Regions from separate parts of the Sus scrofa genome. Here region 1 is linked to region 2. Evidence: chromatin contacts called from public HiChIP or PLAC-seq data. All regions are on one chromosome and are shown on one strand. The core of a region is the stretch at or near the end of the contact, and the rest is flanking DNA. Distances in the headings are between cores, read along the strand shown.

The links. HiChIP or PLAC-seq counts read pairs in DNA pulled down with a chosen protein or histone mark.
Region 1: an H3K27ac HiChIP or PLAC-seq map of alveolar macrophages shows a contact between it and region 2. The contact joins the promoter of SKA3 here to the promoter of EEF1AKMT1 in region 2. A contact is called at or near these places in 1 of 5 promoter capture datasets (fetal liver) and 1 of 2 datasets of contacts at active chromatin or transcription factors (alveolar macrophages).

Annotation. Positions count from the first base shown.
Region 1 is chr11:1,318,620-1,325,059 of Sscrofa11.1, forward strand. It overlaps SKA3 (spindle and kinetochore-associated protein 3), which reads right to left and starts at 2,513. Exons shown (of 9, transcript XM_021065445.1): 1 at 2,222-2,513. The coding sequence starts at 2,336. It overlaps MRPL57 (ribosomal protein 63, mitochondrial), which reads left to right and starts at 2,227. Exons shown (of 2, transcript XM_021065451.1): 1 at 2,227-2,518; 2 at 2,627-3,210. The coding sequence starts at 2,632. The coding sequence ends at 2,940.
Region 2 is chr11:1,092,081-1,098,325 of Sscrofa11.1, forward strand. EEF1AKMT1 (protein-lysine N-methyltransferase N6AMT2) reads right to left here and starts at 3,038. Exons shown (of 5, transcript XM_021065435.1): 1 at 2,840-3,038.

The sequences.
Region 1 (6,440 bases), core at 1,263-3,762, 230 kb after region 2:
TAACTGGGAACCTCCATATGCCACGGGTATGCCCCTTAAAAAAAAAAAAAAAAAAAAAAAAAAAGGCAAACAATAACAAATGTTGATAAAGAGGTGGAGAAATTCCAACTCTCACTCATTGCTGGTGCAAATGTACAATGGTGCATCCACAGTGGTGGTTTTGGTGGTTTCTCAAAAAGTTAAACACAGGTTTACCATACGACCCAGCAATTGCACTTCTAAGAGTATACCAAAGAGAATCAAAAATATTATGTTCACACCAAACCTTACACATGAATGTTTACAGCAGCATTATCCACAACAGCCAACGTAGAAACAACTCAAAATGTTCAACTGATGACTAGATAAACAAACTGTGGTAAAACCATACAATGAAATATTATTCAGTAATAACATGTAATGAAATACCGAAACATGCTTCTAGGACATGAATAAACCCTGCAGCGTTACTCTAAAAGAAGTCAGTCTTGAAAGACTATAAGCTGTACAATTTCTTTTCTACCAAATGTCCAGAATAGGCAAATCTATGCAGAGAGAAAGTAAATCAGTGGTTGCATAACGCAGTGTGGCAGGTGGGCAGGATTTTGGGGGCGTGCCTGTTAACAGAGGTTGCTTCTGGGGAGGAGTGAAAATTTAAACTTATTGTGATGGTGGCTGCAAAACTGTGAACTGAATTGTATCCTTTCATGGGGACTTTTGTGAGATTCACCACTGTGATCATAAAGAGTGATTGGGGGGGTCCTTTGTATTTTTAGGGCTGCACTGGGAGCATATGGAGGGTCCCAGGCTAGGGGTCTAATCAGAGCTGTAGCTGCCCGCCTACGCCAGAGCCACAGCAACACAGATCTTTTCCCACATAGATTATCTCAGAATACTGGGTAGAGTTCCCTGAGCTATAGAGCAGGTCTCTGTTGGCCAATCATTCCAAATACCTCAGTGTGCATCTGCCAGTCCCAAACCCCCAACCCACCTGTCCCCTTTGGTAATCCTAAGTTCGTTTTCAAAGCCTATTAGACATATATTTTCTTTAAGTCACAGTGTAAATATTTTTAAATGGCTGGAAAAGTCTTCATAATTAAAGTAAAAGGAGTCTATATTTACAGGATGCAATATTTTAAGGCAATGATGACACAAAATAATCTCAAAATGTGAACTACACTTTTTTTTTTTTTTTTTTTTTGTCTTTTTGCTATTTCTTGGGCCGCTCCCGCGGCCTGTGGAGGTTCCCAGGCTAGGGGTCGAATTGCAGCTGTAGCCACCAGCCTACGCCAGAGCCGCAGCAACTCAGGATCCGAGCCGCGTCTGCGACCTACACCACGCCGGATCCTTAACCCACTGAGCAAGGGCAGGGACCGAACCCACAACCTCCTGGTTCCTAGTCGGGTTCGTTAACCACTGCGCCACGACGGGAACTCCAAAATGTGAACTACTCTCGCAACAACTTTTTAAAAAGTCTCTAATACAGAGAGTTCCCGTCATGGCGTAGTGGTTAACGACGCCAACTAGGAACCATGAGGTTGCGGGTTCGATCCCTGCCCTTGCTCACTGGGTTGGCGATCCAGCGTTGCCGTGAGCTGGGGTGTAGGTCGCGGACGCGGCTCGGATCCCGCGTTGCTGTGGCTCTGGCGTAGGCCGGGGGCTACAGCTCCGATTGGACCCCTAACCTGGGAACCTCCATATGCCGCGGGAGCGGCCCAAAAAATGGCAAAAAGACAAAAAAAAAAAAAAAGTCTCTAATACAACGTTAGTGGTGGAAAATTTTGCTTTACTCATATTTTAAAAAGCCGTATGGAGTACTAGTGTTCGGGTTGGCAATAAGATTTGTTGGGAAAAATACTGACATTCACAGCAGCTGTGGACCATTTGGACGAGACAACAATGCTGAAGAGCCGCTGCAAGAGAAACATTTCGTCCTCTCCTCTGTTTCTGTGGATAAGCACACACCCTAAGTGACTTGAGAGCGAACAACGTGTAAATGAGCATGGGCAGCATCAGCCCAACCTGCTTGCTCAATTCCGACTTTGGTTCCTAAGCGCCATTGCTTTTTTCGTCTCCACAAAACACAGCGCCGCGTTCCGGGCGGGGCAGAGGCTGCGCAAGCGCGCTGGACTGCCTCGCGGATAACCGAGGGGAGGACGCGGCCGCTCCCGCGCCGCCGCCGCAGCCTCCGCCGCAGAGCGCTCTTCCGAGTCAACAGGGTTCCTCCCGCAGCCTCACTCACCGCTGTCCTCTCCGTCCAGCGCTCGCTGCAGCCGGGCCGTCTCGCCGTCCAGGGTGACGGCCAGAGACCGCAGCTTTCCGCAGAAGCCTCGGATCAGGTCCACGGACGTCCCCATCGCTCGGCCTTAGCGCCCGCGCCCGTTTGAATCCCAGCTTCCGAAGCGCCACTGGCTCCGCGAGTCGCGCGAGGTTCCTCTCGCGAGAGCTGAGGATTCGCGCGAGGAAGCGGGCGGCGCGCTTCCGGCTTCCGGCGTCGTGCCGGCCCCTGTGCGGAGGGCGTCTCCGAGGCGCGCGGCTGGTGAGTGGGGAGCGCGGTCGCGCTCGGACTGGGGCTCTGGGCGGCGGCGGGGCGCCCCTCTTCCCTTGGCGGCGCGCCGCCAGCTCCCCGCTTCCGTTCCCTCCGCAGGCACCATGTTCCTGACCGCGCTCCTGCGCCGTAACCGCATCCCCGGCCGGCAGTGGATCGGGAAGCACCGGCGGCCGCGGCCCGTCTCCGCTCAGGCGAAGCAGAACATGATCCGCCGCCTGGAGACCGAGGCGGAGAACCAGTACTGGCTGAGCCGGCCCTTCCTCACGGCCGAGCAGGAGCGCGGCCACGCCGCGGTGCGCAGGGCGGCCGCCTTCCAGGCCCTCAAGGCGGCGCAGGCGGCGCGCTTCCCCGCGCACCGGCGGCTGGAGGAGCAGCTCGGCCACCTGCTCGTGACCCGGAAGTGGTCGTGACGCCAGGCCGGCCGGCGGCGAGTCCCGCTGCGGCGCGGAGCCCCCGCCCGTCGGCGCCCCTGCCCCGCGGGGACGCGGAAGGGCGCCTTTGCAGTCAAACCTACTCCTAAGAGCGGCCTTTTCTTCTGAGATGCGCTGGTCAAAGCGGACGTTAAAATGAAAAGGTGTTTAAAAAGAAGAGTTGGGATACAGTTAATCAGTTCTCCAGTTGAAGATGTTCCCGTCTTTCAGCCAGCCTTCTTCTGAATGTAATAAAAATAGTCAAAGAGTTCCCGTTGTGGCTCAGTTGGTTAAGAACCTAACTAGCTCCATGAGGATTCGGGTTCAGCCCCTAGCCTCACTCACTACGTTATGGATCCCGTGTTGCTGCAACCTGCGGTGGCGGTGGCTGTGGTGTAGACTGGCAGCCGTGGCTCTGATTTGACCCCTAGCCTGAGAACTTCATATGCTGTGGGTGTGGATCTAAGAAGAAGAAAAAAAAAATTCAAAGGACCTAGAATTGCCAAAACAATTGTAAATTTCAAGAGTTATGCTAAAGTATCACATGAGTGGTGTTGCCATAAAAATAGGTGTATCAGTGGAATACACTGGAGAGTTTTTAAACAGACCCACCCACACACATAGTACACTATGTTAATTTTCAACAACGAAAAATTTTCAACAGAAACATAGGTAACTCAGTGGAGAAAGTATCTTTTTCAACACATGGTGCTGGAACAAATGAGTATTCATATGCAAAAATTTTAACTGATCTACATCTCACGTCATATACCAAAATTAGCTCAAAACATCATGGACTAAATATAAAACCTAAAACTTACAAAACTTCTCATGGAAAACCATGACCTTGGTTTAGGCAAAGATTACTTAAGTATGTACCAAGATCATAATCATAAAACCAAAATTTGACAAATTAGACTTCATCAAATTGGAAGAACTTCAGTTAAAAGAATGAACAAATACTAGAAGGACTCATATCCAAAATGTATAAATTACTCTTAAAATTCAGTAATAAGGTAACAGCGGAATTGTTAAAAATAGATAAAATATTTGAACAGACTTCATTAAAATAAGTGGATTGCCAAAAAGAAAATAAAAATAATAACACCATTTGTCATAGGGAAATGCAAAACCACCTTAAGATACCACTAAACACCCATTAAAATGTCTAGAAGACTGTTGGAGTTCCCACCGTGGGGCAGCGGAAATGAATGTGATTAGGAACCATGAGGTTGTGGGTTTGATCCCCGGCCTGGCCTGGCTCAGTGGGTTAAGGACTGGGTGATGCCATGAGCTGTGGTGTGGGTTGAAGACGGGGTTAGGATCTGCTGTGGCGTAGGCTGTGGCTGTGGCGTAGGCCAGCAGCTGCAGCTCCGATTTGACCCCTAGCCTGGGAACCTTCATATGCTGTGGGTGGGGCCCTAAAAAGCTGGGAAAAAAAAGACTTCTTGGCAGCTCAGTGGTTAAGATCCATCACTGTCACTGCTGTGGCTTAGGTCGCAGCTGTGCTATGGGTTTGCTCCTTGCCCTGGAATTTCTGCATGCCACAGGTGCAGCCAAAGATCCTTAAGTAAATAACGGGGGGGGGGGGGGGAGACCAACACCACCAAGAGTTATCAAGGGAATAGGGCACCAGGAGCCATCTTTTGTCTTTAGCTGCATCCACAGCTTGTAGAAGTTCCGAGGCCAGGGACTGAACGCCCGCCACAGTTGAAACCTATGCCACAGTTGTGGCAATGCCAGATTCTTAACTGGCTATGCCACCTGGGACCTTCCAGAGCACTGGGAACGCTCACACGCCCCTGGTGGGAATGTAAAATGGTGCAACCACTTTGAAATTCCTTAGAGATACAGACACAGAGTTCCCGTCATGGCGCAGCAGAAACAAGTCTGACTAGGAACCACGAGGTTTCGGGTTTGGTCCCTGGCCTCGCTCAGTGGGTTGAGGATCCGGCATTGCCCTGAGCTGTGGTGTAGGTCGCAGATGCAGCTCAGGTCTGGCATTGCTGTGGCTGTGGTGTAGGCTGGCGGGTACAGCTCTGATTTGACCCCTAGCCTGGGAACCTCCATATGCCGTGGTTGTGGCCCTAAAAAGACAAAAGACGAAAAAAGAAGAAAAAAAAAAAAAAAGACAGACACAATTATCACATGATTCAGCCATTATATTCGTGGATATTTAACTATGGCAGACGAAACTGTTGATGATAAAGACTGGTACCCAAATGTTCACATCAGCTCTATTGTGTAATAGCGAAAAACCAGAAACAAGGAACTTTCAACTTCTGAATGGATAAACATGTTTCTTTCCTTTAGTCGCACAGATACTTAATTTTTTTTTTTTTGGATTGCACCTGTGGCATGCACAAGTTTCTAGGCCAGGGACTGAATGTGAGCCAGACTGAAATGAGACTGAAAGAAAGGCCAGATCCTTTTAACCCACTGCTGGGCTGGGGATTGAACACAAGACTCAGCAGCCACTCGAGCCGCTGCAATTGGATTCTTTTTTTTTTTTTTTTTTGTCTTTTTAGGGCTGAACCCTTGGCATGAGGAAGGTTCCAGGCTAGGGGTCTAATTGGAGCTGCAGCTGCTGGCCTACACCACAGCCACAGCAACTTGGGCTCTGAGCCATGTCTGCGACCTACACCGCAGCTCATAGCAACACTGGATCCTTAATCCACTGAGTAAGGCCAGGGATCGAACCCAAGTGCTTATGGATACTAGTTGAGTTTACTGCTGAGCCACTACGAGAATTCCTGCAGTTGGATTCTTTTTTTTTTTTTTTTTGTCTTTTGTTGTTGTTGTTGCTATTTCTTGGGCCGCTCCCGCGGCATATGGAGGTTCCCAGGCTAGGGGTTGAATCAGAGCTGTAGCCACCGGCCTACGCCAGAGCCACAGCAACGCAGGATCTGAGCCGCATCTGCGACCTACACCACAGCTCACGGCAACACCGGATCGTTAACCCACTGAGCAAGGGCAGGGATCGAACCCGCAACCTCAGGGTTCCTAGTCGGATTCGTTAACCACTGCGCCACGACGGGAACTCCTGCAGTTGGATTCTTAACCCACTTCGCCAGAGTGGGAATTCCAGATACCTCACTGCTCAAACTTCCTGTCACCAGATGTGTGTGTGGTTTTCCCACACCAAATACTGTGACAACAGGTGGCTGTCCTACAGTTCAACTCAGTTCTAACACTGGGAGTTCCTGCTGCGGCTCAGCGGACCAAGAACCTGGATAATATTCATGAGAACGTAGGTTTGATTCTGGCCTCACTCTGTGGGTTAAAGATCCGGTGTTGCCGTGAGCTGTGGTGTAGGTCACGGACACAGCTCAGATGCTGCATTGCTGTGGCTGTGGTGTAGGCCAGCGCTGTAGCTCCGATTGGACCCCCAGCCTGGGAACTTCCATATGCCGCAGGTACAACTGTAAAAAGAAAAAAAAATTCAAGCACTGTTTCCCTGGAGTGTCCGACAGGACAGGTCGAGGGCTCACACCCACCAG
Region 2 (6,245 bases), core at 1,788-4,287:
AGAAGGGGAATGAGTGAAACTGGACCACAGGAAATCGGTAATTAAAGGGAGTAACATCGAGTGTAACCAGGAGACTCAACGAGCACGGGGAGCAGGATGGGCTGTGACTGACTCTCGCACAGATCACACTCACGGACTCAAGGTACACTTTCCTTCCTCACGTTAACAACTCACTTTAAAGATGAGTGTGGGAGTTCCCGTCGTGGCTCGGGGGAAACCCATCTGACTGGCATCCAGGAGGACGAAGGTTCAATCCCTGGCCTGGCTCCGTGGGTTACGGATCCAGCGTTGCCGTGAGCTGTGGTGTAGGTCACAGATGTGGCTTGGATCCTGTGCTGCTGTGGCTGTGGTGCAGGCCGGCAGCTACAGCTCTGACTCAACCCCTAACCTGAGAACCTCCATGTGCCATGGAAAAAAAAATGAGTATAAGTTTACTAGTCAGCATGTTTTCAGATTTGAGGAAATACAGTTATCACTGTATCAACCCTAGACTGCAACACAGATGTAGCAGATCCATCATTTACAGCTTCCAAAGAAAGTGGTCAGAAAGGCGAGGCAGTTCTAAAGGCTGCAACGTCAACGTGGAAGCCATGAGCACGGACGTGTACAGGTTACTAGATGGTTCCGGGAAGACTCCCTCTGGACCTAGGTCATTTTACCGGCACCGCGTGTCTAACGGGACTCTCCTGGATCACTAGAGTCTATCCAGAGCCAAGGGAAAGAGTTTAGATGTGGTTAATTTCAGTCAATTTGGGCATTTAACGGGGCAGTGGCTCCTCATTCCTGTGACAGGAAGCTGTGCACGAGCTCCTGCGTGGAGCTCAGGGATCAACTTTACAGCTGAGTGAGGACGTGGAGAGGCCAGTGTTCCTGAAACAAGAGCAGAACGCTAGTCACAGTTCTCACGGGAAGGAGAGGCGCCGTGCGCCTTGAAAGGCCGCATGAAGCTTGGTCCGTGCAGGGACAAAGCAACAAAGAGACAACCAGGCCAAGGCCTTCACTGCTGAGACGGGGCAGCAAGAGAAAACACACCTTCTGTGATGTGTGGCTGGGGGTGTGTGACAGGACTTCCATGTGCCCGTGAGGACTGACTGGCAGGGAACACATGAGCAACTCTGGCCATCAGCTGGCCCTGTAGTTTGTGGATGCCAATGGGCAAAAATCCAAGAACACAGTTTCAGCAGCTCCAGGAGCAGCTTGTCTGCAACCGCTGGGAGCACGGTGGGCAACAGGGACCCTGTCCTTCAGGTAACGGGGCCTGTGACCTGGTGGCTGACAGCTACTTCTGCGCACGGAGACACCGTCAGGCAGGGGGACGTCACTATAAGGCTCCCACCACCAAGCACTTCCCTCCAGCAGAGACACCTCGGACAGGATTTAAGGCGTTAGCCCCTCCTCCCCACTTTCCTTTTTCTCTTTTCTCCCTTTTGGGGCCAGAAACATGAGGACCAGACCATCCTAAATAGCAATGGAATACACGGAGGAAATTAAGAAAGTCGCTGTGCATGTCTAGGAAGAACTTAGGCTTCTTCAGGCTAATCTTTAGCACAAAAACAGCCTGCAGTGATAGTAATAATAGAACAACAAAACACCAATTCCTGGAGAAGGGGTAGAATTAGTTCACAACCACCACCACCACCACAACTGTGCAAGGGCACAGACACATCCCTGAAACAGATCAAATGGCAGACTCACTAGACAAAGACTTTAAAATAACTTCCTAACGATGCTAACAGAACCAAAGGATGTAGGGAGAGTTAAGACAATGACGAGTGAACACAATGGAATAAAGAGGGGTACACCTTCAGGGGGGCCAGCACACTCATGGTGGGAGTCCCCCGAGAAGGGAGAACAGGACGGAGTATCAGTGCGAGTGCACGCGGGCTGAGCCACGGCAGTCATCGCACAGCAAGCTGATGGGCCGAGTTCTAAGGCTTCGTTTCGGCCTGGGGTATCAGCATTGAGAACTGGGCACTGCTAAAAGCTAAATGAACCTTAGTTTTAACCTGCTACCCCTTTTTTACTTAGGCCCACCCTTTATCATATCCTTAGCATGATGTCAGTATTTTCTAAGCGGCTTGTTGAAAGTGCTGTGACGTTTTAAGTCCAAAGAGCTGGAAGTGCTGTATTTACATTTTAAACTGATGCTGAGCCTCATGTGGCTCCCACTCTAGATCAGCGCTTCTCTGGGGAGGGTGGTGCTGGCATCTAACGGGTAGAGGCCAGGGATGCTGGTAAATCGTACAGTTTGGAGTACCACCCTGCACAACAGAGAGCTACCCGGCCCCAAATGTCACTGACGCTAGGATGCCAGGGGAGAGACCCTGCTTTAGAGAGAAGGGCAGGCGAATGACCGTGGACAGGCTGGAGGACACCGTTTATGCCTTGAGAGCACCTGGGGAGCACGTGGGGGCAGGTGAGAGCAGCTCAGCTGCCGGCGTTTCACCTCCGCCCCGAGGGTGGGCGAAGGATGCAGACTGGGGCCTGCGGAGCGAACTGCACGAGCGGGGGCGACGCCTTAAGGGGAAGCATCCGAGGGATTCACGGGCCCCTGCGGGGCTGTGCTGCTTCGCACGACTTGAAACTACTTAAATGGTGGGACCCACGACGCAAAAGGCAACGTGCAGGTCCACCCGCGTCTCGAACACACAAAGTTCTGTTTCCACAGGTCAAGTTTCAGGCACGACCCTCCCTCCCCGTGGACAAAACCCAGCGCTGCCCCCGAGGCCGTCCAGGCCCAGGCGCGGCGAGCCGGCGGGGAGCCCCCGGGGCCCAGCGGGTACCCGCGCCGGCGCCCGGCCCCGGCCGGCGCGCTCCTCTCGCCTCTAAAACCACTGACCTGTTCCTTCAGAAGCTCTGACGTGAGGGGAAACCACGCCCTGTGAAGCGAGGCCCCGCGCACGAGCCCGCGACGAGACGCCCCGCGCGCCGCGCCGGGACCCGGGGAGGCAGAGGCGGCGCCTCGGCCCCTCACAACCCGCGTCCGCGCGTGCGCCGTAGTCCCGCGGGGCCGGGCCCGAGCGCCGACGGCGCCCGCGCGTGCGCACTCCGTCTCGCCGAGCCGGAACCGCGGGCGGGGCCGCGGCCGCGCATGCGCACGCCCTCCGGCGGGTGCGGGGGAGGCCGCTGGGAGCCGCGCCGCAGACCGGCCGCCTGGTGCTGGGAGCTGCTCGGCTCCGCAGGTGCTTCTGGTGGTGGCAATAAAAGATAGTTAAGGTTTTAATTAGAGTCCCGGTAAGTTAAACACATACAAAGGAAATCTGCTAATTTGTTCTCTCAGTCTACCGAGAAATTCATATATTAAACTGAGTATTTATAATAGCGATAGATTAGGGAAAGCCTTTTAAACCCTGCAATTTCCTCCTCGGTGTGACTAAGACCAGCCACCTGCACCTGTCATGTTGGAATTTGCTGTGAAGAATGCAACAGCCGCCCAAGCAGAGGATTCGCACAGCTGTCTCCATGCTGAAATAAGACAGCTACTAATTCGGCAAATAATCTAATTATGAAGTAATAACGTTCTCTATGTAAACAACTGAAAACGTAGGAGAGTTTGGTCAGCCCCATGGTATATAGTCTTTCAGAGCCTTCAGTGAGGAGTGCGTTCATCCCTAGAGCACCCAGCAGACCCGGGCACACCGGCACCTAGGGAAAGTCAAGTCCCCTTCCACCTTGGCGGTTACAAATCCTGATGCTCTATTTACTTACCATTCCCCGAGGCTATCAATCTGTATTCCTTTCCTACCTTCCTTTCCTTTATTTTCTTTACCAATTCCATAATCTTACTAAGCTAGGGTCTGCTGAATAGCTTCAAATCCTTTCTGGTATAAGGTGAGGATAGGAAAAAAAAAACCCACAAAAACCGTGTTTTCAACTTTGGGAATACTATAGTTTCTATTTTAAATACTGTTTTCAGGCTTATAGCAACCCACGCTTTAATTGCTTTGAACTCATGACACATTCACTAAGCCAGGCATTTCAAGAACAGGTGTAACTTAACAAAGGAGCAGGAAAGAAAACACACAAGAGAAATCAATAACACGACCCAAGAAACAACTAACCAAGTTCACGGCAGTGTGGCTTTAGAGGTAATGTTCCAACCCAGCAAACTGCCTTGGTTTACTTGATAGAAAGGATTAAGTTAAAGCAAAGTTATTTTAAGTTTGAGATTAAGTTAAAGTTATTTTTGGTTTAAAACAGATGTTTTTAAGCTAAGTTTAAACTGCTTTCATAGCCTGTGAGACAGTTAATCTGCATATAATGTGTTACTGTGTTATTTTACAATGAAAATGAACCTAGTTGTCAGAGAGTTCAAATAGTTACACCTCCACCAATAATGCTGCCTGCTCAGACAGGTTGTCACAGTGATACAGGAAGATTAAAATGTTCCTCATGAAAACATCTGCATTGTAATTTAATGGCTCTTCAAATCATAAAAAAATTTTAAATATTGAGACAATTTTATTATCATGAAGGGAAAATTACTTGTCAAGTTAAACTGGACTCGAAAGGTACATTTAAAGCAACCTGAGTTCCCGCTGTGGCACAGCATGTTAGGGATCCAGCATTGCCTGCAGCTGTAGCATAGGTAGCAGCTGTGACTTGGATTCAATCTCTGGCCCAGGGAACCTATGTTGTGGGTGCAACCATAAAAAAAATAAAAGAAAGAAAACGAAGAAAAACAAAAGAAATGAAGATTACACTGGAAAGATCTCTTGAAGACGGAACTAGACTCAGGTTTTTCTTTTTTCTTTTTTGTCGTTTTGGGGCCACAACCATGGCATTTGGAAGTTCCCAGGCTAGGGGTTGAAGCAGAGCTGCAGCTGCCTGCCTACACCACAGCCACAGCCACTACAGGATCCCAGCCGCATCTGCAACCTACAACACAGCTCACGGCAACGCCAGATCCTTAACCCACTGAGTGAGGAGGCCGGGGATCGAACCTGTGTCGTCATGGATACGAGTCAGGTTTGTTGCCGCTGAGCCACGACTGGGAACTCCTCCTTTTCAATTAAATAAGCAGTGTAACAGAGAACAAGATTCAGGTTTTCCTTGGAGAGCTTTGCTACCAAACTCCTCAAATTAACCTAAGCAGGCTGCAAAGGACGTTACGTAAGACACTTTGGGAAAAGAACTTTAAACCCGAGGAGGAAATTCAGATTAAGATCTTTCTCTAGGAGTTCCCGTCGTGGCGCAGTGGTTAACGAATCCGACTAGGAACCAGGAGGTTGCGGGTTCGGTCCCTGCCCTTGCTCAGTGGGTTAAGGATCCGGCGTTGCCGTGAGCTGTGGTGTAGGTTGCAGACGCAACTCAGATCCCGCGTTGCTGTGGCTCTGGCGTAGGCTAGTGGCTACAGCTCCGATTCGACCCCTAGCCTGGGAGCCTCCATATGCCGCTGGAGCGGCCCAAAGAAATAGCAAAAAGACAAAAAAAAAAAAAAAAAAAAAAAAGATCTTTCTCTAGAGCCTTACCCCATGCACCAGCGTGGGAAAACATTTAACTGTACAAAGAAACTAGTTTTGTCTCTCCAATTTTTTAATAACAGCTAAATTATAAAGAATTAGTGATGCATGACACTCATTTGGGGAACTGCTGTTAGGATTTTTGGCGTCAGGAGAGTGAGCACATGCAGCAGACACTGAAAGCACTGACCTAGAGAGATCAGTTCTCTCGTGTATACAGTGGCCTCCGTCACACACCGCAGTGATACAGCTCGGGCTGCGAGGTCGCGCTGGAGTGACACCACAGGATTTTCAAACAGCGAATGGCTGACAGGGAGCCGACCATGTCAGGACGCATTTCCTTAGTGGAAGAAAATGTGCTCCTACAAATCTTTGGGTAGAATTAATTCATGGAGCATCGGAGCCCCCGCTGTGGCGCAGCGGAAATAAATCCTCATAGGAACCACAAGGTTGCGGGTTTGATCCCTGGCCTCGCTCAGTGGGTTAAGGATCCAGCACTGCCGTGAGCTGTGGTGCAGGTTACAAGCGAGGCTCGGATCTGGCGTTGCTGTGGCTGTGGTGTAGGCCGGCAGCTGTAGCCTGGATTTGACTCCTAGCCTGGGAACTCCCATGTGCCACGGGCGTGGCCCTAAAAAGCAAACAAATAAAAATAATTAAAAAAAATTGAGCAACTCTTCTATTGTTACCAATCACCATGCTTTAAACCTTTCCTTTGTGAACACTTACGGTCTTATGATCCGGAGACCCGTGGAAATCAACGTAAAACTTCAGGAGCTTAGCCAC